Regions from separate parts of the Sus scrofa genome. Here all the other regions are linked to region 1. The links are chromatin contacts, called in public Hi-C maps. All regions are on one chromosome and are shown on one strand. Each heading gives the region's core, a stretch centred on a gene start, on an enhancer-like site or on the middle of the called end of the contact. The rest is flanking DNA. Distances are from core to core; before and after follow the strand shown. Region 1 overlaps RHCE (Rh blood group CcEe antigens). Region 2 has its middle 30 kb from the start of LDLRAP1. Region 3 overlaps TMEM57 (transmembrane protein 57).

Region 1 (4,850 bases), core at 991-3,490:
TAGACCACACTTTCAGAGCCCTATTTTGGCCTGTCTCTTTTTTATTTTAGTCCCAGAAACTTTACCAAATGGAGACAGAGCCCTCCTCTCCCACCTGCTCACCCTTCATCCCCGAGGCCCCTCCTCCCAAGCGCCGTGACTCACATTGAGGAATCTCTTGGCCACCATCCTTGTGGTGCTGAAGGCGGTCACCTCTATCACTGTCATGAACACCAGCTGCACCAGGTTGACCTTCCCCAGGATGGCACCCGCTGAGATCAGCACAGACGTAGCGCTCACGGTGGCTCTCTGAATACTGGGGAGGGGGGAAAGACAGCGATGACTAAGGAGGAAGAATGCCTCTCGCGCCTTCATTCACTCATTCAACAAACACTTGTTGAGGACCTGCTCTCTGCCTAACACTGTCCGAGAAACTGGAGTAAGAGAATGAGTAGACAAACTTCCTACTCTCATGAGGCTAGATGCTACCCAGCCTGGGGTCTCCTTTGTCCCCTTCCCCCATCGGGGTGGCAGCCACACTCTGCGAGATGGACCTACACACACTCATCTGTTGTGAGGGTGCGCTGAGGTTCTCATGGGAAGGTCAGGGTGTGTTAACAGAGGCTGGTGGTTCCCCGAGGGTCCCCCCTCTGGGATCTGTTAACTGGGATTCCGCCCTCACCATCTCTTGGGCGGCATCACTCACAGATGCTCAATAGAGGGCGCTCTTTACTCGCCAGCCTGCCTGTCCTTCAGTCACAGGCCACCCTCATCTCTCCTTCTCCATGTAGTGGAAAGAGACTGGGTTTGGAAGCAGGACAAGCCTGGTTTCCAGGTCCAGCTTTGCCACTCGAGCAGCTATTTAATCTCACTGAGCCTGTTTCTCCATCTGTAAAAGAAGAATGATGGTCATACTTATCTCATGGGAGGGCTGTGGGGGATCAGAAAGGAGTCATATGCATGTGTGTCCAGCACACCATGACGGGCACAGAGAGCTAACTCAGGACTATTACGGATTCCTCCTTCTCTTGACGAATGAGCAAGCTTAGGGTGGGGATTCTGAAGGAGAAAACGCTTTTCGTTTTCAAGGCATTTATGATTCAACCGGGGTGACAAGGCTGACATCACGACCCAGTCGATTCAGACCATCTGTGATATCACGAGGCGAGAGGGGGTCACTGGAGGGAGAGAGCACTGTAAACTGGACTCATCAGGGAGGGCTTCCTGGGGGAGGTGGCACGGAGCCAGACAATCCATGGTTGTTAAACTGACCCTCTTCTGGGCACCTTTCCCCCTGGGAGTTGATGACAAACCACGACCACTGCTATCACCATCATCATCTATTCAGCTTTGTGTTCAACAGACTTGCAAATCCATCAGGTCGTTTATATTTGAAACCAAGGAACCCTCTGTAAATGGTGCTAGGGTACCATTTGGCACCTCCATTCTATAGGAGAGGACATTGAAAAGAGAAGGAGTCACTTTTTGGGTAATGGCCACATAGCTCGTTAATGACAAATGTGAGGCTTAAACCTACCCAGTTGCCCTGGATCCAAAGCCTGTGCTCTGAAGTTTGGATCCGGCCTTCCCGGTGTTGGCTGCCAATGCTGTGTCTTGCTTAAGGCACTTTGCAGGGAAGGATATGGGGAAGAAGCCTCCCAGGTACCAGGACTTATTTGGACTGGAGGGTCACCCCGTGTTTTGCCGTGGCTGGTCAGGTGATACCTTTGGGGGAGTGCTCATTTAACTGGCAAAGGTCTAATTCAAGAGATTGTGTGCCAGTGGCGAGATTGCAGCCCCCCAGGGGCCAGATGGGATCAGGGCGGTGTGGAGAACGTGAAGTACAGGACTTAGGACCCGCCTCTGTCTGGGCTTCCTGGGTTGCAATCCTGACCCAGCCACTTCCTGGCTGTGTGGTCTTGAGCCAAATACTTCACCACTCTGTGTTTCAGCATCCTCATCTGTGAGGCAGGGGCAAGGCTTACAGAGCTGTTGGGAGGGCAAAGTGAGTTAAGCCCAATAAGGGGGCTGGTTATTGCTATGACAGACCCTCCTGGGCCTTTCAACATAAGGCATGAAAAACATCACACCTTCTAGGGTTCTTTTTATTTTCATCTTTGTTCCAACAACCATTCACTAAGTCCTTACTAGGTGAGGAAAACAAAGCTGAATAAGACAGGCCTTTGCCGTGCAGGGACTGGTCGTCGGTGACTCAAGGCAGAACCAAGGCGGTGCCAAGTCAGGCCGCATGGTGTGGGTGAGGCCACGGGGGAGGGAGAGGGCCTGTCTGGGAGGTGAGCCCGGGCACCGCCCACCAGCCCAGCCAGAGCAGGAAAGGCCAGGAAGGAGCCCATTGTTCAAATCTGTGGGGCCAGTCCTTCTGGGGGTCACAGCTGGGAGGACCCACGTGGTCAGGGCGGGACAGGGGCGTTCACTCAGGCCATAAATGGCCTCTGCTTGTCTTTCCAGATTGAGTCAAGAGCAAACGGATCCCTGCAGGCAGGATGTCAGAAGAGGGCAGCCTGGAAATGTCTGGAAACTTAGTGCAGGAGGCCAAAGGCATGTGTGGCCTTGAGCTGAGGCCCATCCTGTCAGAGCTCCCCCAGAGTGCCCTTTGTCACTTCCTGGGCGGTTACTGGGGGCGGTTATTGAATCCCCATGGGGATCAGCTCTAAAGTGGTTTTATTTTTTTTTCTTTTATATAATGATTTTTTTCCCCATTATAGCTGGTTTACAGTGTGCTGTCAATTTTCTACTGTACAGCATGGTGACCTAGTCACCATACATGTACACATTCTTTTTTCTCACATTATCATGCTCGGGTGGAGTTTGTTTCTGGGCTAGTAGGGAGCTGGCTAGATTATGTTTCTTGTCATGATCACTCTGGAGTGTGTGGGGAAGGTTACAGAGAGTTAAAACTGAAGCCATGTCCACCACGCAGCTGGGTGTGTGATCCCAGGCAAATGTCTTAGGATCTCTGAGCATTTAGTTCAGACCCCCTACTCAGAAGGGTTAAACAAATAATGTTTGTGACTTTACAAACACAGCACAGAGCCTGGCTCATGGAAGGGTGTTCAGCAGCAGTGCCCAGAGGGGAAGGTAGAGTGGCCTGGAAACGTGATGGGGTCCCCAAGACACCTGAGATGGGATTTACCATCATCTGGGCAAGATAGGGATTCAGAATTGGATAAAATCAAAAAACGATTTTTTTTTTTTTTTTTTGTCATTTGTCCTTTCAGGGCCGCACCTGAGGCATATGGAGATTCCCAGGCTAGGGGTCTAATAGGAGCTATAGCTGCCAGCCTACACCACGGTCACAGCAACACCAGATCCGAGCCGAGTCTGCAACCTACACCACAGCTCACAGCAACACCGGATCCATAGCATCCATGTATGTATAATGACATGCATGTATATATGTGTGTATATGTACACATGTACTCTTGTGTAACCATCACCCAGGGTAACAGAGAGAATGTTTACTGAACCCCATAAGCTTCTTTTGGGCCCCTTCTTAATCAATGAACACCTTGCCCAGGTAACCATTATTCTGACTTCTGGTAACACAAGTTAATTTGGCTAGTTCTTAGAATTTCTTGCAAAGCTAGCTAAATAGATCAAAGTTCATTTAACTTGGATAGCTCTTTTGTCCACCAGCATTTGAGGACTGAGAGTACTTTTCAAGTGACTGTTTCTCTGAGTGTGAGATTTCTTTTGGTCTTATCTCCAGGCATTTTTCTTTGAAATTATATTTAATGTGAAAGTTTACAAAATCAAAATCAATAAAAAAAGAAAGGACACAGTGAGGGCAGTAGATCTGGGCCCCTTGTTAGACCACAGAGTAGAGTTGTCAGATGAGACAGAGGATGCCAGTGAAATCTGAATTTTTTGTTAGTATAAAGAAGTCCTGGGAGTTCCTGCCATGGCTCAGTGGTAACGAATCCAACTAGTAACCATGAGGATGCAGGTTCAGCCCCTGGCCTCACTCAGTGGGTTAGGGATCTGGTGTTGCCATATGCTGTGGTGTAGGTCCCAGATGTGGCTCAGATCCCACATGGCTGTGGCGTACACTGGCAGCTACAGCTCTGATGTGATCCCTAGCCTGGGAACTTCCACATGGTTCAGGTGTGGCCCTAAAAAGGAAAAAAATGAAAAAAAAAAAAAAAGTCCTGAATATTGCATGGTGTCAGGGCTGGAAAGAGAAGGGGACATCCAAGCTTTTCTGAGAATCTGCCCTCTTGGGCCCCACATCTCCAAGGACCCAGAAGGGATCCATCCAGTTACCTAGTCAGATTGATGCTCATCTTCCTGGAAAAGGTCGGGCTCAGGAAGCCATCCAGCAGGAGCGTCAACTGTACCCCGAGAGCCAGCAGAAAGAGATTGAAGGCCACGCTGCTCCAGCAGTGTCTCCGCAAAGATGTATTGAGGAAGCCCAAGCCAAGGGCTGCAATGATGACCACATCCTGGAAGCCTGCTCAGGGAAGAGATGTTGGGAAGGAGGAAGGGAAGAAGATGAGGTGGAGGATCTTGTGAAATTAGAGTTCTACAGAACTGCCCCTGGAAGGGACATTAGGGATCGTTTAAAGGTGCTTGGTCAAGTTACTGGCCTTCTTTGAGCCTCAGTTTCCTCGTCTGAATAATGGGGGAAACACGGACATACCATGCAGAGTTGAGGGAAGGATTAACTGAGTCAATGCAGGGCCTGGCTCATGGTGAGTGTTCAGGAAATGCAGCTATTATTGTTATTATTAAACTTAATGATATGAACACGTGTAGAGCGTCACGACCCGTCCTTGGCACATCGTTGACACTCAGTAAAGGTGATGACTCCTGCTACTGAGAATCGGGTTCAACCTCGTGATCACATGCAT
Region 2 (4,850 bases), core at 1,486-3,985, 89 kb after region 1:
AAGCCCTGTGGATGGGAGTCTGCTCCCTGCTGTGCCCCAGCAATCTGTGACCCCCTCCCCTTAACCTCTCTGGGGTGGGGGCTGTTTCCTCACCTTTAAGAAGGAGAATTGTTCCTGGCTGCCCTGACTGCAGAAGGAGCTGCTGTGGGAATTAGGTGAAGTGACGACAAACAGGCTCTGCCAGCCAGGGCCTCCAATGGCGAGGTCAGGGGCTGAAGCTGGCAGTGGTGGTGAGGCGGGGCCTGCCTGGAATCCGAGTTCCCAGCAAGCCCCGCCCCGCCCTCTGCGGCCTGACTCCCTGGGGAGCTCCTCACCAGTGTGGTCCACACCTCGGGCCTGCCCCGCTTCAATGTCTCCAGGTGATTCAGTTGTTTATGCATAGTTTAGAAGCCCCAACCTGAGCTGACTTTCCTAATTCGAAGACTCAACACTGTCCCTCTCTGCTAGTTCAGAAGCAGCCAACACTCAAAAGCAGACAAAGCTTCAAAAATTAAGAGCTTAATTGATGAGGGGCAAGCTGGAGATGGAAATCTCAAATGTTACACATTTTCCTGCTTTTGTTGTCTCTCCCCTCCATTACAATGTAAACTCTACAAAGGCAGGAATTTTTGCTTGTTTATTTACTGCTATAACCCCAGAACCTAGAGCAATGACTGCCACGTAGCATGTGCTCAATGAATACTTACTGAATGAATATAGTTAATTAATAGATTAGACATGTAACCTGAAATACGGTGTCTTACCTGGATCAGAACACCCCTGCAATCATACTATTCGAATGACAGTATAAACAGAACTCTTTCTAGGAGAGGAGAAAATTTGAAGTGGAATATTCACCGTGACATCTTCCATCTGCCTGTCTCGAGTTGCTGCTGAAGCCTTGTTTTGCTTGATTTGTCTCTACAAACTCCTGCTTGACTTTGCCAGGTGCGAAGATTTCCTAAACAGCTGGATGCCCTGAGAACAATCACGTCTCCATCAGGAAAACCTCACTGCTGGAAGCTGCTGGGGGCCTAGCCGTTTTTAGCCAAGTGGCGCCTCAGACCCGATTTCCCCAAGTGCTGGCACCACTGCACCTGACCTCAGTGTGGGGCTTTTTCATTTTGACAGTCTTCAAATTGTAAAACAGAAATCCTTCTCCAGGAAGGTACCTGCTTAAAGACTGATCCATTTGCCCAAGGGAACCACATTTCTTTTCTTGGCTCCCTTCTTCTTTGGGCTTACTTTGTTCCTGCTTTAGTCCTACTTCAGTGTTTGCCTTTCATTCCTCTGCCTCTGCCTGAAGTTCGTTCTTTTTATTCCCTCAGGATGGGCTTGCTAGGGTTCTGGAATCATCTGCCATTATACCTCTGATCTCTGTCCTAAGAATCCCAGGCTTAGCATCAACATGGTGTGGCCTTTTAAGCCCCATCCAAGAAGCTCAGACAGGTTTCCTCTGGGCCATGGTCCATTCTGCCCCTGTTCCGAAGCTCTGCAAGCCTCCAGACACCTTCTGGCGGGGACTTCAATGAGGTGTGTTTGGCCGGCGGTGTTGTCAGCAGAGTCGGCTTTTCAACATTCCCTTCCCCTTTGTCCTCAGAACTTGTGCTGTTTTGGCACATTATCTGGTACCAGGCCCACATTTACCTAAAACAGTGGTTCTCAAACTTTAGGGTTCATCAGAAGTGCCTGCTTAATGGCTTGTTAAAATGTAAATTGCCGCGCCCCCACCCTCGGAGATTCTGATTCAGGAGGGTTGGGAGAGAACGTGAACATCCGGGTTTTGAACAAGTTCCCAGGTAAGGCTTCGTCCCTGGGACCCCCTGTGGGAATCACTGACTGGAGAGCAAGGCTGGGCCCTGGGGCCCAGCCCTGCCTGCAGCCAGCCCCTCTGGCTGCCACTAGAGGGCACATGCGGTCTTAGCAAGAGGCCCTCTCACCTCCAGTGCCAGCTCCACTGGACAGCAGAGGTTCTTCCCTAAAGATTTCTTTCTTTTTAATTATAAGTTTTGTTACTATGTATTAGGAAGAAATACTGATTTTAAAAAATAAGACAGGTTCTCAAAGTCTGTCTCTGACAATCATTAATGGTCTGAGGGACCAGCCTTGCGATGGAACTCAGAGTTCCCACTGTAGCGCAGCAGAAACAAATCCGACCAGGAACCATGAGGTTGCGGGTTCGATCCTTGGCCTTGCTCAGTGGGTTAAGGATCTGGCATTGCCATGAGCTGTGGTGTAGGTTGGAGACGCGGCTCGGATCCTGCATTGCTGTGATGTAGGCCAGTGGGGCTGCAGCTCTGATCAGACCCCCTAGTCTGGGAACCTCTATATGCCATGGGTGCAGCCCTAAAAAGGACAAAAAGATAAAAAGACATGGAACTCTGTTTCCATAAAGACTTCCAGGGGCATCCCACCCCCCAGCACAGTAAAGCGGGGACTTTCTTTCAGAACATCCTAGAATCATTCTGTATTCAGAACCCAATTATAGGTGATTTTCATTTTCTTCTTTATATTTCACTGTATATTCCAAATTTTCCACAACAAATTTACTATTACCTTTATAATAAAAGTAATGGTTTTTGAAACACATTTTAAATGTAATTAAAAGCCAAAACAGCAACAAAGCATTTGAAAGTGGGAGATTTCTAGATTTTGTTTTGTTTTCTACTGAGAAGGGCAGATCTGACATCCCTGGGCGGGGTCTGGACGAAGCTGGCCTCAGGCTACACCCTGTCACTCCTTAGAACCACCTGGGGAGCTCTTAAAACTGCCCAGCCCAGGGGCCCTCCCCTGCGAGCCTGATGTAACCAGGCTGGGAGGGACCTGGGCTTTGTTTTGTTTTAATTCCACAGCAGTTTCTAAGGTACAGCCGGGGTGGTGAAACTGGGAATTAGAGGAAATGAAAGGAAGCCTGGTTCCTGGCTGGGGCCTGGGGCCTCAGAACAGGGGTTGTGGGTGTTTGGGGGCCTGGGGCCGGGCAAGGACCCTAAGGTGTTTCCCTGAGCTGTCAGAGAAGCCAGTCTCTCTGCCCACCTTCCCCATGGAGACCTCATGGGCTCTCTTCTGCCTTCTGGCCCTAGGGTGACCCTTCAGGCCCTTGTCATGGGCTCCTTCTGCCAGCCCCCTTTATCACACTGATCTTCACCCCCTCCCCGTTTCCATAAAGAAATTCTGTTAGCATCACCTCAAATTTGTTACTGTTTGTCTGATCTGAGGTGTTTGTATTGCAAGCTGTAGACTCGGACTGTGGCCACTATAACTCCAAAAAGGAATTGAGACCAAAAAAGACAATAAAATAAAATAAGGAGTTCCTGCCCTGGTGCAGCGGAAACGAATCTGACTGGGAACCATGAGGTTGCGGGTTCAATCCCTGACCTTACTCAGTGGGTTAACGATCCTGCGTTGCCGTGAACTGTAGTGTATGTCGCAGATGCAGCTCGGATCCTGCATTGCTGAGGCTGTGGTGTAGGTCAGCAGCTGTAGCTCTGATTTGACCCCTGGCCTGGGAACCTCCATATGCTGCAGGTGCAGCCCTAGAAAGACCAAAAAAAAAAAAAAAAAAAAGGCAAAAGGGAATTGAATGGAAAGGGATGGGTGTACACGGTTGTGGAAGTTGAGAAGCCAGCTGGGAAAGATGGGAGGGAGTCAGCCAGTCAGCCTCTTGGCTCTCAGAGGCAAGAACTGCTCAGCGGGGCCCCAGCCCTGCCCCTGAGTGAATGAGTCCATGACCCAGCCTCTCTTGAGCAAGATCCTGTGGTAGACGCATATTATTGTTCCCCACTGGCCACTCCAGCCCCACCGAGGATTAACCACCCACCCTCCCGGCTATCACCTGGCTTCTGGAATGTGAATGGACGTCCCCTGTGCCCCATCTGAGCCAAAGCTTTAAATGCACCTGAGTGGTTCAGGCTCGCCTCTGGCTCTCTGTCAGGAAAAGAGTCCTTCCCACAGAGGGGCCACACGTGGCTGGGAGCTGAGCTGAGTCAAAACCAACCCTTAGACCCGTGAACAACAACAACAAGAACGTTACTGGTGGAGGCCACTGAAATTTGGGGGCTGTTTGCTGCCACAGCTAAAGCTGACTGATACAGAGGAAGAGCGGAAGCCTGAGCCCTCTGCCCTCCCCTAGGCTGAATCCTGGGGTGCAAAGTGGGGCTCTGGGACCCCTCAGCTTCATGGTGGGGAACAGAGCTGTGTCCCCCGCCCCAAGTCCTCAAGAACCAGCGGGATTAGCCCAGCAGAGGCGTCTCAGGTGTCCCTGGCAGGCAGAGCAGTGGATTCCACGGGCCTTTGTTGGGGAAGCCCTTGCGAAAGGCTGTCTGCCTTGTCAGTCCAGGCGCTGAATAAACCGAATTCCTTGTGAGAGCAGAGGGGGTGATGTGACCCCACCCCTCAGGATGCCTTCTGTCAAACAGAGCCTGGACCAAGTGCCTAAAATCTCTGTGCCTCACGTTCCTCCTCTGTGCAATGGCGATGACAAAAATGGCCTCCAGGTCACACTTTTGCTGGGAGAATTCAGCCGAGTGGTACCTGCCAGGCCCTGGGCACTCACCTCACCTCTCAGGTCACTAAGTGCTTTCGGCTCTTTTAGGGGGAGCAAACGAGAAGTGGGCTGGGGAGTTTGTTGCAAGGATGATATGAGCTGAGGCATGTGCATCTCTAAGCTCATTTAAATGGCCACACATGGTGTGTGTGTCTCCACGCATGAGCATTCACCCCTGCCCCCGAGGTGATCTTACCTCCCCAGGTTTTAGAGTTTAAAATTGTGTTTCCTCGCTGATGACTCTGACTTTCCTAATCTTCAGTTTAGCCCTGACTCCTCAAGGCCAGACTTGTATTTCCAGATGCCTCTTGACAATTCCTCTGGGATG
Region 3 (4,850 bases), core at 677-3,176, 69 kb after region 1:
TTCAGCTGGAATAACCCTGGCAATAGGGAAAGCGTGGCATGATGTCGATTTCCCTGGGGAGCAAGCTGTGTCAAGAGACCCAGCAGCACTTCTGGAACACGGGGTCTCTAGTCTGTGCTCCCAGACACTGGACAGGGGAGTGGCCACTGTGCCTGGGAGATAACCATCAAATTTTGTGGCTTTTGGATTTTGAGATTTTGTTTCAGTTGGCTAAAGGTAGACAGGTAAATAGAGCTGCTCTTTGGTTTTCTAAGGACACACAGATACGTATTTAGTAAGTGTTGATCACTGTAAAGGGCCCTGGGGATATTGTGCTTCATAAAACATCTATAAGGATCCAGTCTGTGGAGTTGGCAGTTCAAAGGAGAAATCACCATTGCCCTCCAGAAGTTTTTCTTCTCTTGGGATGGTGGATTAATGAAAGGCACAAGCGTCTCATCAGAGCTGGCTGACTTTTGCCAACCCACGTATTTGTAGGAAATAGTGTCTTCTGAGTGTCATTTGGCAGTCTTCCTTGGCCTGACCGTCAGTTCCATTCTCTGCAGTCCCATCTGCCAGATTTCTTCTATCCCTTCGCATTCTGTTCCCAGAGTACAAGCCTTCCCCAGAGGCCAGACGGACTACTCTGCCCCCAGATATCTGTGGCTCTCTTGTTTTTGAGCTTTGGGACATGTTTCCCCTTGTGTGGAAAGCGTTCTCCTCCCCTTCTGCTTCTCCATAGCCTGCCCAGCTTTGAGGCCCAACTCAGTTCCTATCTTCTCTCCTCAGAACTCATGTGGCTCTTCTCCCCAGGGAGGGAGATGAGGGAGCCACAGTTTGGCCTGCTGGAGAAGAGAGTGCGCTCGAGCTAGGCTGCCTTCATGACCTTGGGCTGGAAACTTTCCTGAATCTAGATTTCTTCATCTCTAAAAATGGGACTGATAATTGCCAGGGTTATTCAATTTAGCCCATAGTTGTACACATTGAGTTCATACCACTAAAGCCTACAGAACAAGGCCTGGAACATAAGTTCTCATTAAATATTAGTTATTCTTTGTAACATGTATTTAACCATGGCCTTCCCGTGTTATTGTTTAACCATTTTAAGTGCCTGTTTATTGGCCCCTAGTGAAATTGTAAAGTTCTCTCATGAAGAAAGGGGCTTGACTTTATACTTTCTGTTGACCCTTTTCAGTCCTACATGTTCGTTTAGTAGTTCCTCAATACATATTGCTTAAAATGAAACTATTCCTGGGAGTTCTCTTGTGGCACAGTGGGTTGAGGATCTGGCATTGTCGTTGCAGTGGCTCTGGTTGCTGCTGTGGCGTGGGTCTGACCCCTGACCTGGGAACTTCTACATGCTGTGGGCACAGCCAAAAAAGAAACTATTACTGTATTAAAGAAAATAGATGGAACAGGAGTAAGCAATTGAAAGGAGAAAATAAGCTTCATTTCACAGATGGAGTTTTCTTATAGTTTGTAGATCATCTAATTTATTCCTTTTTTCATTATTGTTGAGTCTAATGGGCTCTTCTGTCATAATCACCACATGTGTGAACATCATTTAGCAAGGATGCTAGCGATTTTAGCAATTTCTTCCAGACCCATGGTTGGGAGGGAATCTTGGACAGCAGATTCTGATTTATCAGAACATCTTAGAGCAGGTGGGTTTTGCTGGTTGTTATTAACATATCTCTCTTGCTGAGGGACATGGGAAATTCATTAATAGGGAGGATTTTACCCTTCAGCCACTCTCCCCCTACCTGCCCCTGCTCCTTTCTGAGCAGATCAGATATATTCACAAGCACCATCTTCACCTGTCAATGTCCATAAATATTTGGGGGCGAACCAAAAGTTACCATCTGGTGGGAAGAGGTGGGGACCCAGGTGGAAGCCCTCAGTCAAAGGCTAGTTGCAGACAGGAGTTGCGGTGATGTCAGGAGCTACCAGAGGGGTGCTCCGCATCCGCCCAGCAGTCGGGACTTCAGCCAGGGTCTCCCACAGAGCCCTGTGAGTGCCCTCTCAGTGATGAAGATGCTGCGTTTCTCCTTCTCCTAGGCTGGAACAAGACATTAAAAAATTAAAGGCTGACCTGCAGGCCAGCAGGCAAGTGGAACAGGAGCTCCGCAGTCAGATCAGCTCCCTCTCCAGCACCGAACGAGGGATCCGCTCAGAAATGGGCCAGCTCCGGCAGGAGAATGAGCTGCTGCAGAACAAGTACGTGTACCTCTGGGCCTTTGGCCATGAGCCACGCAGCCTCACGTCGCTCTTGTTTCCTGGGATTGGAGCACAAGATTGTTGATGACAAAGAGACCTAGCAGGGGGGTTTTTAATAAAATGTTTATTTTATTTAGGACCAGATATTCAACATGTTATAAAATCTGTAAAATCTTATTTCATTGTAACAAAACAGTTTGTTAATATTACTATTTTGTCTTCTCTCATTTAATGACTTTTCTTAGTTTAAAATAGCTATTGAACTTTTTTTGTAATGAGTAAAATTGACAAGAAGTATTTCTGCCTCAGTTTGAAACTCTTGCTTTTTTGAGTGAAAGTTTCTAGAGGATTAAACTCTATTTACTTTGTTTTCTGGAACTAAAAAATGACACTGAACTTTGACTTTATTTGAAGAGGCAGACAAAAAACCAGCGCTTCTGTGTGAATTATTTTATGCTCATTCTGGAATTACTTCTTGACTCAGTGTGGGTCTTTTTTTTTTTAATCTTTAAGCATTATGTGTCTGGGGGTAGTGATTACTGTTCTAAGCTCTGAACTTTCTGCACTTGCCCGTGAAAGAGCACTCCTTCAGCATTTTCAAGAACTATGGCTCAAAGCTAGAGCATTATAGGCAAATAACCTTTCCGTTGCTTCGGACCCACGCATGTGTGTGTCGGCTCTAGCATTGTTACATAGAGAACATCTCCCCTTATGCTGATCTATTGAGAGAAACTCACCTTATATATGAAGCTGGGAGTGATAGTAGCAGGAAGGGAATGTGGCTTAAATTTCTATCTGAAATGAAGCATCCTGGGAGTCGACAACTACAGGATCTATTTTGGGATACTCAGAGAAAACATCTCACAGCTGGAAAAGAAAGGCAGCTTTAGGCTGCAGCATATTTTATTCAGGCAAAGAAAGACCTTCCCTCCCACTCTTCAGTTTCACTGGGGCTGGTTCTATCAGTTGTTCCTTGGTCTCAGACTGAAGCTCTTTCAGGGTGCATTGGGCCACTAGAATTAGTTCTACAGTTATCTTTTCCTCTGATAGAAACTTATTTTAGGAGTTCCCATCGTGGTGCAGTGGTTAATGAATCTGATTAGAAACCATGAGGTTGTGGGTTCGATCCCTGGCCTTGCTCAGTGGGTTAAGGATCCGGCGTTGCCGTGAGCTGTGGTGTAGGTTGCAGACACGGCTCGGATCCTGCGTTGCTGTGGCTCTGGCGCAACCCATTAGACCCCTAGCCTGGGAATCTACATATGCCACGGGAGCCGCCCTAGAAAAGGCAAAAAGACAAAAAAACAAAAAAAAAAAAAAAAAAAAAGAAAAGAAACTTATTTTATCTATTTTCTGGATTACCTTCTATAGATCACTCATGTTAGTAGAGAAGAGGCTTGGTCTGATTCTGTATCATGTAAGGCAGCTTGTTGATGGTATTTAGGAATTGCTAAATAATAATGTATTTTCCCTGGGCACTCTGCGAGCTGACACTTATGATTTACTGTTCATATCTCCACTTTATGTTGACCTTAAAATGATAAAGAGGAGCCATGTTTCTCCAGGGTTCGTAGTGGATGTTTCTAATTGTAAAACTTTGTATGACAACCATTTCCATATAGGTTGCATAATGCTGTGCAAATGAAGCAAAAAGACAAGCAGAATATCAGCCAGTTGGAGAAAAAGCTAAAAGCTGAACAAGAAGCTCGAAGTTTTGTAGAAAAGCAGCTAATGGAGGAGAAAAAAAGGAAGAAGTTAGAAGAAGCTACTGCTGCCCGGGCTGTTGCATTTGCTGCTGCATCTAGGTATGTCCTGTCCCCTAAGTGCTTGATCCAAGTTTGGCTTTCCTTGGACAGAGACAGACATGGGAATTTGATGCCTTGGGCAGGACTGGAAGTACACAATCATGTGTGAATGGATTGCTTTTAAGTACCATTTTATTAGCTGCTTTAAACTCCCATCTGTGCAATCTTGTGTTCTCATGACAAGGTCATCCATCAGTGACCTCCTCTATAAAGTGGGGTAAAGGACTCACCGTGCCTTCCACACCCAGGAGGCAAAGTGCTGCTCGAAAAAGGATTTCTGGTCACTTTCCGTAAGACTTATATTACTGAATGCTTTGAGAGAACTAGTCTGAACTTTTGTTCTCTTTATAGAACTATCATTACTCTCTACTCTTTTTAAGTGTGTGTTTCTTGAGTTTTTAATCTTAAAATGGAAGAAAGGTAAAATTTTGGTTCCCCAGGCACTGTGTACTGACTGCTCATGTCTTTTTTGGATACTAGCAAACTGTCACATAAGCTGGAAAAAATGGGAAAAAAGTTGAGCCTCTTTTTTTCTTCCCTCCCTTCCTCCCTCCATCTCTCTCATCTAACTTCTACTTTTATCACATTTTCTTTTTTCCTTGTTTTATTGATTAGTGAAGTTCATCTAAATGATGAGGGTCAGCTGTGGATTTATGGATCATTTTAAGTTTCTATCCTAATTTGTATGTTTATGTGATGTAATTCTGCTTTTTGCTTTTTTGTATTTGGCATGTCAATAGCCTTTTTTGGGGTTCTGGCATTTGTATAATAGTTGGTAAACCATCATTTCATCTTTGAGGAAACATCAGCAAGAGAGAGAACTCTCTCTCCTGTGTGATCCTGCTTCCCCCA

The links. A called contact is a pair of places that touch in the nucleus more often than the background predicts.
Region 2: a contact with region 1 is called in a Hi-C map of omental adipose tissue, with 1.9 times the contacts expected there. The contact joins two enhancer-like sites. A contact is called at or near these places in 2 of 5 promoter capture datasets (fetal liver and liver), 18 of 47 Hi-C or Micro-C datasets (adipose tissue, blood, embryonic fibroblasts and 8 more) and 1 of 2 datasets of contacts at active chromatin or transcription factors (skeletal muscle).
Region 3: a contact with region 1 is called in a Hi-C map of skeletal muscle, with 3 times the contacts expected there. The contact joins two enhancer-like sites. A contact is called at or near these places in 2 of 5 promoter capture datasets (fetal liver and liver), 25 of 47 Hi-C or Micro-C datasets (adipose tissue, alveolar macrophages, blood and 11 more) and 2 of 2 datasets of contacts at active chromatin or transcription factors (alveolar macrophages and skeletal muscle).

Annotation. Positions count from the first base shown.
Region 1 is chr6:82,910,206-82,915,055 of Sscrofa11.1, forward strand. RHCE (Rh blood group CcEe antigens) reads right to left here. Exons shown (of 10, transcript NM_214378.1): 2 at 4,264-4,450; 3 at 145-295. Among named protein-coding and RNA genes, the nearest start is that of RHCE, 13 kb to the right of the region's middle. Within about 2 kb of position 2,241, at least 44 of the 83 cell types and tissues checked have an H3K27ac peak or open chromatin away from gene starts, as enhancers often do. A contact at or near this core is called in adipose tissue, mesenteric adipose tissue, omental adipose tissue and 1 more, where this site is marked.
Region 2 is chr6:82,998,621-83,003,470 of Sscrofa11.1, forward strand. No RefSeq gene overlaps it. Among named protein-coding and RNA genes, the nearest start is that of LDLRAP1, 30 kb to the right of the region's middle. Within about 2 kb of position 2,736, at least 9 of the 83 cell types and tissues checked have an H3K27ac peak or open chromatin away from gene starts, as enhancers often do. A contact at or near this core is called in omental adipose tissue, where this site is marked.
Region 3 is chr6:82,979,990-82,984,839 of Sscrofa11.1, forward strand. TMEM57 (transmembrane protein 57) reads left to right here. Exons shown (of 11, transcript NM_001038646.1): 7 at 2,038-2,196; 8 at 3,816-3,998. Among named protein-coding and RNA genes, the nearest start is that of LDLRAP1, 48 kb to the right of the region's middle. Within about 2 kb of position 1,927, at least 10 of the 83 cell types and tissues checked have an H3K27ac peak or open chromatin away from gene starts, as enhancers often do. A contact at or near this core is called in adipose tissue, mesenteric adipose tissue and skeletal muscle, where this site is marked.